Regions from separate parts of the Neogale vison genome. Here region 1 is linked to region 2. Evidence: chromatin contacts called from public Hi-C data. All regions are on one chromosome and are shown on one strand. The core of a region is the stretch at or near the end of the contact, and the rest is flanking DNA. Distances in the headings are between cores, read along the strand shown.

Evidence for each region. A called contact is a pair of places that touch in the nucleus more often than the background predicts.
Region 1: a Hi-C map of fibroblasts shows a contact between it and region 2, with 7 times the contacts expected there. The contact joins two enhancer-like sites. A contact is called at or near these places in 2 of 3 Hi-C or Micro-C datasets (fibroblasts and muscle).

The regions. Positions count from the first base shown.
Region 1 is chr10:74,824,322-74,830,802 of ASM_NN_V1, reverse strand. It overlaps SRGAP2 (SLIT-ROBO Rho GTPase-activating protein 2), which reads right to left. Exons shown (of 23, transcript XM_044267773.1): 23 at 2,202-5,590. The coding sequence ends at 5,207. Among named protein-coding and RNA genes, the nearest start is that of IKBKE, 6.3 kb to the left of the region's middle. Within about 2 kb of position 5,197, the one cell type or tissue checked has open chromatin away from gene starts, as enhancers often do. A contact at or near this core is called in fibroblasts, where this site is marked.
Region 2 is chr10:74,563,050-74,570,214 of ASM_NN_V1, reverse strand. No RefSeq gene overlaps it. Among named protein-coding and RNA genes, the nearest start is that of FAM72A, 25 kb to the left of the region's middle. Within about 2 kb of position 2,089, the one cell type or tissue checked has open chromatin away from gene starts, as enhancers often do. A contact at or near this core is called in fibroblasts, where this site is marked.

The sequences.
Region 1 (6,481 bases), core at 3,948-6,447, 260 kb before region 2:
AAATAAATAAAATCTTTTTTTTAAAAAAGAGACTCCCATTTTATTTATTTATTTATTTATTTATTTATAAAAGATTTTATTTGACACAGCGAGAGCGGGAACACAAGCTGGGAGAGGGGGAGAGCGAGAAGTAGGCTTCTTGCTGAGCAGGGAGCCTGATGCTGGGCTGGGTCCCAGAATCCTGGGATCATGACCTGAGCCAAAGGCAGATGTCCAAAGATTAAACCACCCAGGTGCCCCAGGGCCCATCTAAAAAACAAACACCTGGCCCCTTGCTCCCTCCTGATGCTCCCCTCAAAACCGTGCCTTTGCATAAGCTGCCAGGACTTCCTGACTGCCCTGCAGAGGCCACCCAACCCACTCCCCATATACTGAAAGCTCCACATCACCAGAGAATGAGCGCCTCTAGCTGGCCTCCTCTTACCCGCTGGCACGAGACACCTGAGCTTCCCTCCTTCTTAGAACGTCTTTCGGTTGGTGTCTGTGACAGTGGGCTTTCCCAGCACCTACCTGTCACCTCTCCCTCTGTCTGTGCTGGCTCCTTCCTCTCTACTCTACTTCTAATTACTGGGACCTGCTTTTTTCCATTTACACATTCTTCCTGGGAATTTCATGGTTTGAATATATACATAATAAGAGATCCTGAATTTCTTTGCAGGTATGATCTGTCCCTAAAGCTCCATATTCATATATTCAAGAGTCTATTTGATATTTCTATTTGGACATCCAGTCGTCATTTCCACTTTACCGAATTCTTGATGAACTGTCCTACTCCTCCCCCAGGCACTAAGGACCTATTATTACATTGTTTCACTTTCCAAGTCCTGTTTGGCTTATCTGTTCTCCCTCACACCAGAAAGCTCCATTATCTGTTTCTCCTGCTTCCTCCTGTACAACAGCGCTTGGCACACAGTGAGCCTTAGAGTTTGTTGACTGACTGATGAATGAGTCTTTGGCACATGCACTATGCCAGGGTGGCTAACTCCAGTATAAAAAGGAGCTGCTTGTATCAAGAGAGACATTTAGAGTAGATTCTCATTAAGCCCATTTCCTAAATTCAGATCCCCCGGTCTCCTTTTGGGGTTGCTATCTAGGTCTGTTTTCAACTGTGTTCATTGTCACTCACTTCCATCAAGCTCCCCTCTGAATATAGAAAGTGACCCTCCACGGTAGCCTGCCTTTGCCTTTAGACTCTCTGAAAAGGCTCGTTGGTCCTCTGCCCACAGCTTATAAACCATCTCTATCTGCCAGGTCAGCACCTACACTCAGGGATGGAGAACTCCCCCAGAGCACGGGGGGCAGGACAGCCTCATCTTTGACTTCTCCAAGACCAAGGGGCCAGCAATTGAAGCTCAAGATGGAGCTCTACTACTAAAATGAAGGAGGGGGAAGAGAGGACAGGTTGGAAAGGCATGAGACAGATGGAAGTGTTGGACTTTAGGGCATGGTGTCTGGTCCGGGGCTTGGGGTAGGATTCCTCGTATTACCATTGAACACCGGGCGACCCCTTGGAGAGGAGAGATCTGATCCCAACCTGGGACTTCTGGTATTAGAAAATCTGCCCTCGTATGCATTATCAGCTACTACCTTTGAATGGCTTCACCCTTGAACTTGTGATCTGCTACAATCAAAATCTATAGGCAAGAAAGCATTTCCTATGTCTCCCCCCCCCGCCCCCCACTCAACACCAACAGCACAAGCATAGAGCTCAGCTCTTCTCCCAGAGGCAGGGGGCATCCAAAAGCAGGACGACTCAGGGCTTGGCTTGTGGAAGAAATACAACCTTCAGTCACCCTTGGTTGCGGCTGGCAAAACCTGCAAGCAACTGGACAGGCCCCACTCTCCCAAGTGGGGAAATCTGACCAGGGACAGAAACGAGAACGGTCCTCCCTGAAAACAGGGTGGGTGCATTCTGTGGAGGAAATGGTTCTCATAGCAACAGACTGCCCAATGGGGAGCTAGAAGACTTTCTATAAAACCTCGTAGGTTTCACACTTGCAGTGGGCGGGGAGGGTGCACATTCTAGATGCAATTGTGCCGTGCCTTGCTGGGAGGGAGAGGGTGGTTGGCTCCTGACGTCACATTTCTCCTGTTGCCAGCAGGGCTCTCTCACCACAGACCAGTCACAATCCCTCCTGGGTAGCTAGACTCCTGGGTTGGAGATCTCAGGGGGCAGAAAGGGGATATGAACTGGCAGCATCGAAACCTAAAAACGTATTTTATTTCGAAGTTGTGCTTTGGATTTTCCCCAATCCAACATCTGTTGAGTGACAGTCTTAGGTTCACACAAAGCATCTCCAAGCATACATACAATATTCCAGTTATCAACACTATTTTAAAGAATATACCATTTTACACAAACGTGACATACAAGTCAGACGCCACAACATTGCAATTCCCTGGAAGATCTAAGCTTCTCTTCTGCACGTGGGGTACACACACACCAGCCCTTCCGGTGGTCTGTTCATCCTGTTGCTGGCGTCATCTCTCCTCATCTCCTTGGGGAGAAACCAGGGCGCCCTGAGAGGGTTGGCTGAGACCAGTGTTTCCAGCTGACAGGCTGCTGGCTGCAAACTCCTCTCTTCCAGATTGGGATGCTGGTAGCCCCACCCCGCCTCCAATCCCCCAAAGACTGACCCGAGTCTGCACCAAGAGAAGGATCCATGCCTCAAGGGGCGGAGTGGGGCTCTCTGAAGCATCATGCTGGTTGAGGCAAGCAGATCTGAGGAAGACTGGTCTCCCTAGGTCCTGGGTGGCCAGCTCCTTTTGGCTCTTCGGTGTAAAGATCACAGTGTGCAGCCTGAATTCCAGTTGGCCGCAGGAGCTCTGCCGAGAAGGACTCTCCTTCTGTGGGTTCCTAGTCCCCTCGACAGGTCGGTCTCGCAGGTATCAGGAGCACCAGAGAGGGGAAGACAACGTGGCTCCCAGAGCTGGGGGAAGTAGGTGGCTGCTCACACACTGTCCAGTTCATGAGGCAAATCAGCAGAGGGACACTGACCAAGGGGATGGTGGACACAAGTCATGTACAAGGGCCGCGTGAGAAATAAGGCAGGAACAACCAAAGGGGCCCAAAGCGTTGTCATTCAGAAAGCTTTGCTTTGACTTTCTCAGAGAGGAGTTTGCTGGGAGGAGGGGGAAAGGGCAGGTGTGGGTCCCAGTGTTGATCGGTTGGAGCAAAAGGAATGTAAAGTGAAGGGGAGGGCTTCCGTTTTCATTAAGGAAACAGATCCTTTGGTCTGAAAGCCCCTGTTGGCTCAAGACCTGTGCAAGTCCATGTGACAGATGACGACAGGCCAGTGAACAGAGCAACAAAAGCCAAGAACCAGAGGCCTGCGGGTCACTTCTCATAGGCTGACGCACTCCACTGACGAGTTCTTCCTTTCTCCTTTCTAGCTCTTAGGGTGGTCATCCTGGTGTGCCAGGTTAGCCTTTAGTGATTAGCGATGCCCCCCAAAGCTGCTCTTTCCTTCACCCAGAATGAGGAAAATCCTACCACTTTCCACAGCACCAACTGCCAACTTCAGAAGATCCAAAAAGGATCTTCTAGGCTAAACATAAGGAAACTCAGATTTTCCTATCTGAATGGCAACCCACCACCTCTCTTGATCTATAGAAAATAAGGCTAAAAGCATAGATTTAAAGCCAGGAAATAAAAAGGAATGAGCTTCAGCTTTAACTGAAGGAGTTCTCTGAGACTCATGCAACAGGGGGTGGGGCAGTCCCCAGCCCTACTGCCAGGACAGCGTGAAGCCAGGGAAGCCGGGACCAGGGGCACCAGGTTTAGAGACCAGATTAAAGTAGGCAAGGGCATCATTTCTGCTTTTTTGGGAGGAGAACCAGAAAAAAGGCCAACAGAAGGCCAAAATATTCAGTATCCCAATTTTTTATTTTGTTAGATTCCGGTCTCGGGAAGACTTTAGAACCCACAGGGCCAAAGCTCTCTTAGTTGTTCTTATTTGGAAAAAAAACAAAAACAAAAACAAAAACAAAAACAAAAACCCACAGGTTTTAAGGAGTAATGTCTCTCTTTAATCTAACTAGGGCTCTCCAAGCCCCTGTTGGTCCCTGAAGAGAGATCTTACAGAATAACCAAACCAGAGAGGTGAACTTTAGGTTACATTTTCATTCGGGAACAATTTGGGGGGCTAGCAAAGCTGACTTTAATTTTTGAATAAGATAATGAATTTTGTCTTAAATGCCCAAAAACCGTGGGAGGAAGAAGGACCTATTTCTCACCTTTTCCAAACCTGCCATAAACACAAGTAAAATTCTCTTAAGACTCTTTACCCTAAAAGGAACCAGCTATAAAACTGTCTTATACAGGAAAGTGTCTTAAATGGAAAATGGCCCATCAGAGACAAAGACAGGAACCCGAGAAATGTCTAAACATTCAGAAAAACTTCAGAAGTTCTATAAAAAGACTGGGTTGTATTCCTAGAGGATGGAGGAGAGCAAAAGCAAACACCAATGACCAGTTCACACCAATAGAAAGAAGACAGAGAGAAAGCTTCCAACCCCAGACAGATTACAGGATCCAGTTCCATCGTGCTCAATTTTTTATGATGGAGAGATTTCAAAGGTTAGGTCCTCTGGCCCAGACAGAACAAGAGTTGGAACAGAAACAGAGACCCCTGGTGGCTCTTGTGTGAACTGCCACAATAAGTTAGAAAGAGACTGGTCTGGGACCAGGAGAGGCTCCACATGCCAGAGACGAGAAAAAAAACGTGTGTGTGTGTGTGTGTGTGTGTGTAAAACGAAGAATGGACTATATATGGTTCTCTATAGTCAGTACCCAAAACAAGATGCCACTGAGAGCTGGCTTTCAGCAGCCAACCATCTGGTCAGGCATCCCCTGTGTCTGAGGGGACGGAGACGTGAGCCCGTGTCCTCGTGACTCGCCGTGCCAGATTTCACAGTGACCTGATAATGGAAAATCCTATCTCTGGCTACCCTAAGAACAGTATGTACTGCGGCTGGCTGGATTACGACGACGGGGAGAAGCAGAGGGCAGTGGGAAGGGCAGGGCAGGGTGGTAACGAGGGCTTCATTCTCAAGGTTTTGGGTGACGGGAAGGCTAATTCCTGCAAGAACAACTTAGAATCTAATTTTCAACTGAAGTCCCCAAGCTAGTTAAATAGGAAGATTTTTTTTTTAATAACAGTCATTCCCTCCAGTCCCCTTGTCTAGAACAATTAAGTTACATCCCTCAGACAGTACAAGACTTGTCAGTGGACTGTGGGGAAGATGATGAGTTGACACCAGGGCTAGTGGCGTTTGTTTTGGGGAAGACCGTGGGCTTGGGTCGTGTGGCTGGCGGCTTGACGGGGGCAGCCATCTTGACTGACTTGACAGGCCGGAAGGCGCAGGCGATGTCCCCGGCAGTGCTGGCACTGCGCTGGAAGGCGGGCTCGGGGTCCTTGAGGAGCTGGGTGTGCAGCGGGCTGGAGGGCTCTGATGTGGGGGCCACCACTGGGGAAGTTTTGAGGGGCTCCAAGGTGTCCAGAACCACATCAGGAGTGTGCTTGACACTGCTCTGCCGCTCGAGCTCCCGCAGCTCATTCAGGGCAGAGTTCATAGTTGCCTCAATATCCTGCAAAACAGGAAAGAGGAGGTGAGGCCAGTAGAAGGAGAAGTCCCCAAGGATCCTATTTCAACAGCATAGGCCAAATCACAAAGAAACCAACTGGAGGGAGATGTCCAGATTATTTTACTTGGCCGAAATCCTTAAACATATGAATGTTCAGAATGTAGGGAAAGGGAAAAAAGGGATTTTCATTATCAGGAGATTTCTTTTTCTTCCTTTAGAAAAGAATGGTGGAGATGTTATTTTAAATCGAGTCCTCAGGTTTTAGAGATATGCATTGAAATAATTCTGGGTGAAATGACATATAATCCAGTGCCGGGGCGGGGTTGGGGGGAACTGCTGAAGTAAGAGTGGCCAGGAGTCTGGTCAGGAGTATGTGGGATTTATTATCCAATTCTCTCCACTTTTGTGTATGCTTGGTATTGTACATAATAAACTATTTCTCACTAAGTGGTGGAGATTAAGTATGATCTTTCTTTTCTTGGCTTCAAAGCCAAAGGTCGAGAAGGGCCAAGGGCTGAGGAAAGGTTCCAGAACCCTCGCCCTGAAGATTCATCAGGACACCTCCCCCTCACCCCTACGCCCACCCCTACCCCACCAGAGAGCCCAATTTGAGGAAGCCCTTTCCCTCTACCCATCACCACGAGAGGGGATGGAAGAGCGACCAGGAGGGGGAGCCAGAGCCCGCACAGGTGATTCACCTCCCGGGAGCCACAGTGGAACCACCCAGCTCTCAGGAAACAGCAGAACCAGAGACCCTCTGTCCGCAGCCAGCTGCCCCTCAGGGAGACCTCCCAGCTCCCTCCCCACCTCTCCACACACTTGTGTCGGGCACCCCCAAACCACCACAGGGCTCCTCCTTGGAATCAGGCTCACACGTCAAGATGACATGTTCCA
Region 2 (7,165 bases), core at 840-3,339:
TTAATCAACTGCATGCTTAGCATTGTAACAAGTCTCCACACCCACTGCGAAGTATTACTCAGCCTCCATCAGCCTCCATTCCCCCAGCCCCCACCCTGCTCACATGAACCTGAGCTTCTGACCCACAGATGATTAAGTCACTCTGGTGAATCATGCTCGTTGGGGTGGGGGGGGCCTTCCAGCCAGAGCCAGGCATTCACCACCAAGGGCCTGAAAAGGGAGGATGGATCCTATCAGCCCAGCCAGAGGTCAAGTTACCTGTCACACTGTTCCACAGGGTATCAGTCTTCTCGCTGGCATCCAACCAGCAATTAATTCATCTACTCAGCACAAGCTTCCATTAGCCAATTCTTAGGAAAGGTCAAACTTGTGTAGTATCCCCCAGGAAGTTCTTCCCAACAAAGCTTTAGCCCAATCATCATCTTAGGCTGATCTTGCCGCCATCTTTGAAATGGCTGGCAGGCTCTGACAGAACATGACCAACTAAAGTTGGACTAAAAAGGTGACTCAGTCACCAACTTGCTGTGTGACCACAGACATCTCATTTCGGAGCAAGAGGGTCAAGCAATATGTTCTCAGAGATTCCTTCTGGTTCTGGCATTCTATGGATTAAGTTTGTTTTGTGCAGAGAGCTCCTTAATCATTTATCAGAGGTAATTCTACTAGTTTGCTTGGTCTGCCATAACAAGGTACCACAAACTGTGTAGTGTAAACAATAGAAATTTATTGTCTCGTGGTTCTGGAGACTAGAAGTCCAAAAGCAAGATATTGAGAGGGTTGATTCCTTCCGAGGGCCAGGAGGGAAGGATCTGTTCCAGACCTCTCTCCTTGGCTTGTAGAGTGCCATCTTTGTCTTCACATGGTGTTCTTCCTTTTATGCATGTCTGTCTCCAAATACCCCCTTTCATAAGGACACCAGTCATATTGGCAGTGGGCCCACTCTGATGGTCTCATTTTTTTACTTGATTACCTCTGTAAAGACTTTATCTCCAAATGAGGTCACATTCAGGTACTGGAGGTTAGGACTCCAGCACACGAATATTTGAGGGGACACAATACGATCCATAACAGCAATTAAACATCAACTATATGTAAGAAATAAAGAACAAAGACTTGATTGATTTTAAGGCTGGTGACTGACAGGAGCAGGGTAGGCTAGCAAATAAGTATAGATTGTTGAATTTATTTTGTATACACTAATGATTTAAGTCTATAGAGTGTACTTATCTTTGTCTCCATATATGGATTTTTGTAAAGAGTCAGCTCTGAATCCCTTTGTATCTGAAATCTTTAACTTTCCCAAGCTTTATAATATTCGTTCGTCTGTTTTTATAATTGAATGTGAAACTTCTCAAAAAAAAAAAACACTTATTTAACCAATTATTGTTCAAAGGAACCCCATGGGGATTAACAAGTAGGTAGGCCATTATTTAATTAAGTGACCCTGTGGAGGTTTGATTGAGTTTGGCCATTGGGGGATATAATTATGAGTAGAATATATTCTTCTGTGCTGATGAGCCTTCTGTTCCTATAATGCTGTATGATTTTATATATATGAGACAGAGAAAAGGAATGCATTAGATTCTGCTGACTCACAGCTTGAATGGAAATAAATAAAAGAGCTCATTCAACATGAACAAGGACAGATGGGGGGGGGTAGAACAGGGTCTTGTCCCTAAAGAACCTGACAGAAGTCCAGATTTATCAGCAAGAGTATATTCTTCCAATCAGTGGTCTCTTTCCAAATCCTCTCTAACCTGGAAATCCACTAGGTGGAGCAAAGGACCAGGGATTAGCTGACCAGGAGCCTTCACAAGCAAATATGACCAGCACTGCAGCCATTTCTTCTCCTCTACAAAGGCTAGGGTAAAACTGGGTAGCGGAAACTGCTTAAGATCAAATATTCCCTGCTCATTAAAATGGAAAGTAGCCCAAAGAATAAAGAAACTCGGATTTGCTGAGTTGGACATGATTACTTAACACACACGAGGCACACCCATCTTGGAGACTTTCCCCATGGCTTGGCTCTCTCTCTACACATTTCCTTTCTGCTTTCATTGGTGGCAGATGGAATTTGGGGCAGACCTCTCACCCAGGCTCCTGCAGTCAAAAGATCCTATGCTTAGATCATACATCTTCCTTTTCCTGCCTGCTAGAACCCTGTTAAAATTCTATCAACCTGGTTTCTATTTAAACATTGTTTCTTTGATTCCAGGCCCATGGATTCTAACACTTCCTGCTTTGGATTCCAATCTTGTCTTCTTTTTTGCACTTATAGGCTGGTTAGCTGAGCAGAGGCTGGGAACTTGTCTAATTTTTATTTGAGGATGTTCAAGGTGTAAAGGGGAACTATCCTCATTTCCATTTAGGTTTTTGTCCCTTCTGCAAAGTATACTCTGTATGCCTTTGCATTCAGACTGTGAGTACTAACTGTCCCATGTCTCAGTCTAAATTTGTGCCAATGGGAGACATAGTTTTATTGATCTACTACAGTCATCATTCCAGAACGATACAAGTTCAAACACATGGAAATGATGAGGGAGATGAATTCCCAATTCAAAAGTATTGTTTTTCACGACTATGACTCTGTGGCAGGATAATTTATTGACATATTAATTTCTTGAATTTCTTTCCCAATTTTTCTCTTCCCCTTTTGTCTAAGCAAGTTAGAGAAGAGCTAAGTAATTTTCACCATACAGATGTTTTGCAGAATGATCTTGCTGTCTTTAGATAAAACCTGAGCTCATTGAAGACAGTGTTCTTCATGCCTTTGAAGGCTGTGGGGAAAGAAATGGAACCAATTTCCTGAGAATATAAAGATGTTTGTAGCTTGGGCAGGAGAGTGGGCAGGACTCCATTCTGTGGCTGGAGAGTGTTGGTCTGGGTTGGTGGATATCTTTGGGGTCATCACTGAGGGTTCACTACTGGCAGGGTCTCTGCCAGGCCTTGCTGCCCAGTAAGGCCTCAAGACCTTGCATAACCCTTGGAGGGAGGAGCCCCTAGGAATGACTGAGATTATATTTTTTGCCAATAAAGGTGGATGGGAACTAAGAATCAGATGTAAGTTGATTCAGAGAAAATAAAGAAGTGAGTATTTCTTGCACATCTGAGCTTGTTATCTTAGTTTTATACTGGCTGCACTATAATTAAGAGTTCATTATGGAGGTCTGAGATTATACAGGAGTCTAGTGGCTAAGAGACTGGTCTCTGGAACCAGAATGCCTGGGTTCACATCCTAGCTCATCACTGACACGGTGTGAATTCTTGGGCAAGTTACTCAGTCTCTCTCTACCACAATTTTCCTCCTCTGTGAAATGCAGATAATAGTACCCACTTGGAGTGCCTGGGTGGCTCAGTCAGCTAAGCATCTGACTCCTGGTTTTGTCTCAGATCATTATCTCAGGATCCTGAGGTCCAGACCTGCATCAGGCTCCGCACTGGTTGTGGAGCCTGCTTGGGATTTTCCCTCTCCCTCTCCCTATCCCTCTTCCCCTCCCCACTCACTCACTCTTAAAACAAATAAATAAATAAATAAAATCCACCTTACAAGGTTGTGGTTGAATCAAATAAAAAAATGTATGCTAAGTGTTAGAAAATCAGTACCTGACATCTAGCAAAATTCAATGAATGTAAGATATTATTCCTATGGAATTTCTGTGTCACTACTGTGGCTGTTGAAATTTTAACTATCTTTGAAGATATACTACATACAAATGGTACGAAATCCAAATGTCTAAAAAAGGCATAAATGAAAGATAAAGATGTAAATGAAAAACTGTTTTCTAATTTCCCTCCCCATATGCAACCTGCACCAGTAATTTCTGTGTATTAAACAAATGTGGTTCCCAACAAATGTCTCTGTACCATTTCCCCCCTCAGCAATACATGGTGGAGGGTCATTGTTTAGTAATATCCCATTGTGTGAATGCACTCTAGCTTACTGTCTCATCAAACTTCTTCATGAAGGGATTTTTTTTTCTGTGTTTGTTTATGGGCTTGATTGTTTGTTTTGCTCTCATAAATAATTCTGCAATAAATATCTTTATCCCTACATCTTTGAGCACATCTGTGGAATAAATTTCTAAAAGTGGAATCACTGAATCCAAGGCTTTGGGCACTATAAAATGTGGTAGTAGATACTGTCAAAGTGCCCTCCCCACACAATGATACATACACCCACAACCTTTGTGTGGAAATGCCCACAGAGGAGATTGTTCATCCCCCCCCTTTTTTTTGCCAATCCACCAAACATCTGCTTATAATTTTTGTTTGCACTTAAGAGATTAAGCATATTTTTATATTTTAAAAATCTCACTTCTAGTTCCTTTTTCAGAAACAGTCAATGATCAAATGGATTGTTCAGGAGCAAAAATAATGCATATGCTTGTTTTACAAAGATCCTTTAGCCTAACCTCCAGAAAAAAATTATTTCTGCCATCACAAGCTACTTTGTGAAATAAACAGGCAGAAATAAACAGGCTTCTCCCACTATCTGAAACAGAGCTTTCTTACAAAACCTTTTGTAACCTGAAATGGGGTAATGCAAAGATGTGATTACTGTTAATTTATATGGAAAAAATTTTGAGCATTTTCAGACCCTCAAAATAACCAGCTTTAGGGTTTTCTGATACCTTGACATACATCTTGCTAACAGAGGCACAAAATAAATGGAAAGAAGGCAGGGATACTCACAGACCCAGTTTAGAACTCCAATGGCTGGACGCTGACGGGTTGAACATAGTTCCAGGGGAAAGGAGCGAGCCAGGACCCCCTCAGTGCTGTTTCCGGGATGCCCACTGCCTCTGTGAGGGCTCCCAGTGAAATGTTATTTTCACTTTCCAGCATTTTTTATAAAACCAAAAATCCTCTTTGGATTTCTTTCAGTTAGCCAAAACAGGTACTAACATAGATCTTTCATAAAGGCAAAGTGGTGTGAGAGGAACTTTCAAAAAGCAGGGGATACCTGTATACTCGGAATTCTTGGTGGCTGTCCCTCCATTCCACTGCACCAGCGACAACAGGAGAAGACTTTGGTTTCCTTCAGTGTATTTGGTGGCAGAAGCTTCCCAGGGGTCAGTGGATGGAAATGATAAGATGCTTCCTTGGAAAGGTTCCTACAGGCTGTCACCTGCCCCGAGAATCTGGATTATCCAAGAGCAAAAGAATCTAAGTAAATCTTTTACATCCAAGACACTCCACGGAACGTGTTCAGAAGGGAGAGCAGCAGAAAAATAAAATTTTATAACTATTTTTAAGTATTTTTTGAAGATTTTATTTATTTATTTGAGAGAGAGAGCAAGAGAAAGAGAGAACACAAGCAGGAGAGGGGCAGAGGGAGAGGGAGAAGCAGGCTTCCCGCTGAGCAAGGAGTCTGGCGTGGGGCTTGATCCCACTTCGACCTGAGCCGCAGACGCCCCATGTCTGAATAACTTTAAAATGATTCTTTTATGCCATTATACTTCTTACAGTTTTTTTCGTGCAAGTAACAAGTGAGATGAGAATGGATCAATCAGATGTCGGTCATTTATTAAAACAAAAAACACGTCAGGGAAACCATGAGCTCTGTTCTCTCCGCTGTTATCTGGGAAGGAAGACACTCCGGAAGAACGACACAGTCAGAGCTCACAACAAGCCAAGGAAGAGGGGAAAAATGGTCCAAGGAGCTGTTCTGTCTGACATACACTATTTATTTTCCAGAAAGGAAACATTGTTAACTAGGAAGTCAAATCCAAATTTAGGGATTTAATTAATCTTCCACTAAAGAGTACAATTTGAATCTAAAGGCACCCTCTCTGTCACTCTAAGTATTGGCATACCCGGGTGTGTGATTTGCCTAAAGGGTGAATTGTTATTCCAACTGCCACATGGGCAGGACCAAACATTTCAAGGATCCTTCAGTTCATCAACATATAGATGCAGAAATCTGACGTAGGAGCCACCCAGTGCCTTCTCCAAGGCTACACTGTAGAAAGCAGGTGTCATTGCTAAAATGGGAAAGCAGGGCCCTCACCATGGGTCAGTATATGGCTCTTTCTATCAGTAAAACCAGTCACACCCTCATATAAGGTTTCTATATCAAATATATATTAATATACACATCTGTATGAGTCCGCTCAGGCTGCTATAACAAAATAACATAGATTGGATGGTTAAACAATGGATATTTATTTCTCATGGAGATTTATTTTCTTCATGGCGGTTGGAAGTCCAGGATCAAAATGGCAGCAGATTTGGCTCCTGGTAAGACTCTCTTTCTATTTTATAGATGGCCACCTTCTTGTTGTGTCCTCATGCGATGGAAAGAGCACTCTGGTATCTCTTCCTTTTCTTACAAGGGCACTAATGCTACCATAAGGGCCCTAACCTCATGACCTCATCTAACCATAATTACTTCCCAGAGGCTTCTCATGTAAATACCATTGCACTGTGGGTTAGAGCTTCAACATATGAATTGGGGAAGAAGACACAATTCAGTCCATAGCAATATATATGTAATGTTTGTTCCTGTTTGCCACTTCCCACCAGGAAGTAAGCTCCATGAGAACAAGGACTGAATCTGTCTTATTGGTCTTAGGGTTCCCAACATCTAACGCAGTGTCACGTATTAAACCTCCACTGTATTCAATAAACATTTGTTGAATGAATGAATTTAGTGAGTGCTTACTATGTGCCAAGCACTTTACATTAATATGTAGAATCCTTACAAAAACCTTCGAAGGTAGGTAAGATTATTCCCTCAATTGACCTGGTTTCACAGAAGACAGAGCCAAGTTTTGAAATGACGCAGCCTGGGATCTAAGCCCAGTTTCTTATCCATTATGCCATGAACAGTGTAATTTACCCTGCCCACCGCAATTAGTCAGAAGCCTGAGGAGTTAACAACTTACAGGAATTTAAAGCACAATGCTGGCTAACACGTTGACATCTTATCCTAATATTCCATCATTTTAGAAATATTTTTGACAATAATGCCTTAAATTCTCTAACTTGAAACCTGTAGTGTTGGTGGGGGCAGCGTTTCCATACCATTGTTGTTGTCCAAGTTAGTGACGTCTAACTCACTCTGGTCTTGTGCTTCAGGAAGCCAGGGAGAGGGGACCCCTCCTCCTGATATTATTATTGACCTAATTTTCTATTCTCAGAGTCTTGGATAGTGAGTTGAGGT